Linked DNA regions of Zea mays: region 1 is linked to region 2. A link is a contact called in public Hi-C data. All regions are on one chromosome and are shown on one strand. Each heading gives the region's core, a stretch centred on a gene start, on an enhancer-like site or on the middle of the called end of the contact. The rest is flanking DNA. Distances are from core to core; before and after follow the strand shown. Region 1 holds the start of LOC100381708. Region 2 holds the start of LOC100381775 (Two-component response regulator-like APRR9).

Evidence for each region. Hi-C and Micro-C count contacts between places; a contact is called where the count stands out from the background.
Region 1: a contact with region 2 is called in a Hi-C map of tassel, with 2.6 times the contacts expected there. The contact joins the promoter of LOC100381708 here to the promoter of LOC100381775 in region 2. A contact is called at or near these places in 2 of 25 Hi-C or Micro-C datasets (ear and tassel).

What each region holds. Positions count from the first base shown.
Region 1 is chr4:203,221,931-203,224,748 of Zm-B73-REFERENCE-NAM-5.0, forward strand. LOC100381708 reads left to right here and starts at 1,461. Exons shown (of 17, transcript NM_001361524.1): 1 at 1,461-1,909; 2 at 2,368-2,421; 3 at 2,536-2,689. The coding sequence starts at 1,505.
Region 2 is chr4:202,572,712-202,575,434 of Zm-B73-REFERENCE-NAM-5.0, forward strand. It overlaps LOC100381775 (Two-component response regulator-like APRR9), which reads left to right and starts at 1,375. Exons shown (of 8, transcript NM_001355470.1): 1 at 1,375-1,706; 2 at 1,817-1,978. The coding sequence starts at 1,469.

The sequences.
Region 1 (2,818 bases), core at 211-2,710, 650 kb after region 2:
TCAAGTGATGAAGCTACAATATATTCTCCTGACTACGGGATATAAACGGGATTATCTCGATCAAATATGGTCAAATATGGTTGGAAAATACCCTCAGGCCCTGTTCGGTTGTTCCGGATTGGAGCACCGGATTAATTTCTAGTCAGATTACTTCTCTAATTTATATAAATTTTGATGAGCTGGAATGAATCCTGGCTTATTCCAGTATAACCGAACGGGCTCTCAACTGTTTCCGCTTCCGCTCCTGACTCATACCACAGCTAGTCTCATACTCTCATGGGCTCAATATTATAGCAAAGAATTACACAAAGCTTGTGCAATAAAATTAAGATAATAACGATGATCTGAACAATGATAATGATATCCTTGGTTGTGCAATAAACTTGATGTACTTGCAGTGAACAGGGCATTCTTCCTCTGTCTTGTAACCTTAATACCAGGCTCCTTTGACTTGCGCATGCCATTCTTTCACACCAGTTTGGCGAACATATCGATATTGCTTATTCTAACCACAAATTCTTTTTCAAATCAACATGTTGAGATCGGATGCCCGCGTGCGTGTAAGCATTATCGATACAATTTTTTGGTGGTGGTAGCAGTACATTTTATTATTTAAATCGAAATTTTAAATAAATGGTTTGAAATAAGACACGTTCAGTGGCACTTAGCGCTACGACTAGGGCTGGGAATTGGGCTGGGCTAGTCCGGTCCAAGCCCATCGTGCTTCGTGCCAAACGGGTTTGGGCCAGAAAAGTCCAAAAAACTTTTGGGTCGTGTCGTGCCAGCCCGAAGTGTAAAAAAAGTGGTCCAGCCCGTCCTAAACCACGTCGTGCCTTCATCGTGCCGGTGCCGACCCAAGCCCGACCCGTATATTTGACCACATAAAATCAGAATATTACAGCCATGTAAAGTTATAACTTACTAAATTAAAGATATTAAACAATTCTAGCATCATTTAACCACACAAACTCCAAATATAACAATAATATAAAGTCGATACCTTACTAAATTAAAAAAATTAAACATATTAGGCTTAATTGGGCCGTGTCAGACTAAGCTCGACCCATCTATGCGGGTCGTGCCGGGGTCTCGACGGGCTGAAATTTGAGGTCTGGCTCAGACCCGGCTTCGGATCATGCTAGTTCAAACCATATTATTTCATATCGGGTCATATTTTAGGCTCTTATTTTCGAGTCATGCTCGTGCTAGATCGAAAAGTCTTTCCCATGTTCCCAGCACTGGCTACGACAGCTGACGTTCCCGTTGGGCAGCAGAACTGCAGTGCACGCACCAACCCAATCCACCCCCCCTCGGCCCACGGCGGCACCACTACACCAGTCAGTCACCAGACCACTCTGCCGTCGCCGCCTACCTCGGCAACAGTCAGGACTTAGGACGCAACTCATCCCCGCCGCGAGCAACGCCAATGCTCCGACCGCTACACGCTACAGCCGCCGCCACCGCTAGCTAGGCCCAGCCGCCTCCTCCCTTCCCCTCCACGACGATGGACCCGACCACGCCCGTCCTTGCGCTCTCCAAGGCCTTCGCCTCCTCCCGCACCAAGCCCTTCCTCCTCCTCGCCCCGCACCGCCGCCGCTCCCTCTTCGCCGCCCGCGCGTCTGCCCCCTCCTCGTCCTCCGTGCCGGGCGACCTCCTCATCTCGCTCGCGCGGCTCGCGCTCCGCGGCCCCGGACCCCCCGCGGCGCCTCGGCGGTGGTTCGCGAGTGTCTCTTCTGCCTCGCCTCTCGCCTCGGGTGGTCCGCCCCGCGGCGGAGGCGGTCGGGGGAACGGTGATGGTGACGGCGGTGGTGGTGGCGACGGCTGGAAGCGCCCGCGCGCTTCCCAGGGAGCGGGTGTGGTGGAGGAAGCGGCAGCGCAGGGAGCCGATGTCATCGTCCTTGACGTTGGGGTATGGCTATTCCTGTAGCTGTAGTACGACGAGTAGACACTGACCACCTTCCGCTCTTAAACAAAATACCATATCATGTGTGGCATAGAAGGATCTTTTTACAACTTTTTGAATACTTGGCTACACGGATTGTTACTTTACCCACTTGTAACAGTTTTTTCATATTTAGAATTCGGATTGCCATAACATAACAAACATTCTCATACAATCATGAATCAGCAAACAAACCACTAATGCTACTGGTGGTAGAACCTGCTGGATTATCTCTTGTGTCAACAACCCATCTAAACAGCATCGTTTCTGGGACAATCACTAGAACCTCCAACCAACTAGTGTTTGTTCTGGGAAAAAAAACCCTATAAGTTATCATTTGCATGCATGTTTGTCCTTACATGCTACAGTTTCTGACCACCTTGTAATCTGTAGCTGTATTAGCCACTTGATTAGCTTCGTTGCAGGGAATGTCGTGTGGTGGATGCGCAGCAAGCGTGAAACGTATTCTGGAGAGTGAGGTAAGCTAAGTTAGATCAGCATGCCTTAGATGTAGAGCTTTTGGCCAAAGTGCTTGTTAGCTCTCTACTGTTTCTAGTAGTGTTTGTAACTCTGTATGTGCTTGGATTTTTCAGCCCCAGGTACGGTCAGCAACTGTTAACCTTGCCACTGAGATGGCAGTCGTCTGGGCAGTGCCCGAGGATAGTGTTGTTCAGGATTGGAAGGAGCAGCTGGGTGAGAAGCTTGCCAATCAGTTGACGACATGTGGCTATAAATCCAATCTTCGAGGTAAACGCTGCAATAATTGCTCAAGTACTGTCAAAGGGCTAAACTTGCACATTTTAGTTGGGAGTGATGGGGCAGTTGAATAATGGATACATTGTTAGTTTGGAACTTCGAATAAAGAGCTAAAATAAT
Region 2 (2,723 bases), core at 125-2,624:
TCAATACTCTTTTATTCTTTTCTTCTGTTTAATAATTCCATATAGTCTGGTGTAAACTCCTGGTGTTTCATTCATATTTCTGATATAGTCCCAGTTTCACTTGAAACTCCTGGTATTTCTGGTATAGTCTGGTGTTCAGGAGGTGTTTCATCCATATAGTCTGGTGTAAATATAGTTCTGTTTATAATAACATAGTCTGGTGTAAACTCCTGGTGTTTCATTCATATTTCTGGTATAGTCCCAGTTTCACTTGAAACTCCTGGTATTTCTGGTATAGTCTGGTGTAAACTCCTGGTGTTTCATTCATATTTCTGGTATAGTCCCAGTTTCACTTGAAACTCCTGGTATTTCTGGTATAGTCTGGTGTTCAGGAGGTGTTTCATCCATATAGTCTGGTGTAAATATAGTTCTGTTTATAATAACTGGTATATTTCCTGGTATAGTCTGCAGTGTTACCATAACTGGTATATTTCCTGGTGTTTCTGCAGTGGTGTTCAGTGATGTCTGTTTACCAGAACCTCCTGTTTTGATTTACTTTAACAAACAACTAACTTTAACTCATGTCCAGAAGGTTCAAAGTTATGACCAGAAGGTTCAACTATGTTTGATTTACTTCTGTTTGTTATGCCTTGATTTATTGTAATTCATATTATTGTAATTCATTGTCATTTTTCTCTAATGGTAAGTTGCTATGGTTACCATGATCTGTTTATGATCTGTTTACAAAGGTTGATGGTAGACAAGTTCCTTTTGGTCTCCTTTCATCATGACAGTGCAGGATTGATGGTAGACAAGTTCCTTTTGGTCTCCTTTACATTAGATGGCAGCACCTGTAACATGTGAAATGTTTGATTGTCTGATTCAACCTGTGCTTCTGTTTATGTTGTAATATATGGGTGTAAATCATATTTAGATGATTGTAAATAGTTCAATTTATGGATCAAAATTATATTTTTAGTTCAAATCTGTTGTAAGTTGTCTAATAACGCTTAAAATTTTGAAATTTGGCGGGAACGGCATCTAACTGATCAAAATTGGTGGTAACCCAATTGGGCCAAGCTAAGAAAAATGAGAACCAAACAATATATCATATGGGCCAGGCTTACTTTGACCAGCCAACCAAACATATTAGGTTAGCTCATTACATGCGGGCTCTCTTGAGCCTGGTCCTCTCATTGAGCCAGGCTCAGGCTGGACCAGACAACCAAACACATCCTTCATTTCCACCCCACGCCTTCTCTTCCGGCTTTCATTTCATCCACGACGATGATCTCCTTCTCCTCTCGCTCCGCGCCCCGTCGCCGCTGACGTGGCGCCCACCGCACGGGAAAAAAATATTTCAGATATTTTCCCCACCGCTCCTTCCCCTCTCCCCTTCTCCTCCTGCGGGCCTCCTCGCCCAGCGGACTCCTACTCTGCTGCGCTCCGCTCCGTTCCGTTCCGCTCCCCTCCTCGCGGCAGCAATCGAATGTCTCCCGACGTAGACGCCGCCGTGGCAACCGCCGTCGCTCCCGGGGGAGGCTGCGGCGGTGACGGAGAGGCGGGCGCCGGCACGTCGTCGTCCCCGGCGTCCGCGGCGAACGGGCGGGCGTTGGTGCGGTGGGACCAGATCCTCCCGCGCCGCTCCCTGCGGGTCCTCCTCGTCGAGCACGACGACTCCACGCGCCAGGTCGTCACCGCGCTGCTCCGCAAGTGCGGCTACCGCGGTGAGCCGCCTCCCCTCCTCACTGCTCCCCAGCTCGCGGTCGTTAATCCCCACGGAAATTCTCGGCACCCCGTCGTTCTCACTCCTCTCTCTCCCTCCGGGAGACGGCAGTGGCCGCGGTCGCGGACGGGATGAAGGCGTGGGGGGTCATGCGCGAGCGCGCCTACGCGTTCGACCTTGTCCTCACCGAGGTCGCCATGCCCTCCCTCTCCGGCATCCAGCTGCTCTCCAGGATCGTCGCCGCCGACGAGTGCAAGAACATCCCCGTCGTCAGTAAGCCTCCTTCCCCGCTCTCATCCCTTTTTCGCTGCTCTTTAATCCTAGTCCGATTCGTATTTCCCCTTCCTTACTAACGCTTCTTGTGTGCTCGCGACGTGCCCCGATGTCTTCTCTTCTTCTGGATCATATCGACCTGAGAATAGATTAGGCTTCAGTAGCACATGCTTGTTACTAAAACCGGCATTCTTGCGTCATGCTTGTTACTGAAGATGACATGTTCATGTTCAACAGATAAATATTGCGAAAATATGTATGCGACATTGGATTTGTGGCCATACAAGAGATCGGGTCCGGTACGTGATACGCTAGGATAAACTAATTGAAAAGATTGTCCAACGGAGAGGTACCCGTGCATCGTGGAATCCTAAGGCACGACAGCAATAGGAAGAGAGACAGGGACCGAAATTGACACAAAAAGAGGCAATAAAATGTGACTTGAAAGAATGGAATATACCTAAAGTTTTAGTCTTGTTAGGACTTAGGAGTTCATGGAAAATAACTATTTATGTGCCTGGATCTTGACTTGTGGTTTCTGTTGGGTTTCAACTCTAGCCTACCTAACTTGTTGGGACTAAAAGGCTTTGTCATCGTTGTTGTTCTGTTTTGCAGAATTTGATTCCATGTGATCGGATGTGAATTATCAGCTTACACAGGTTTTTGAGTGTTACATGTATACACTTTTCTGAGACAGAGTCTACAATCAATCACATAGCTTGACTGGGAAATGATCCCACTTCAT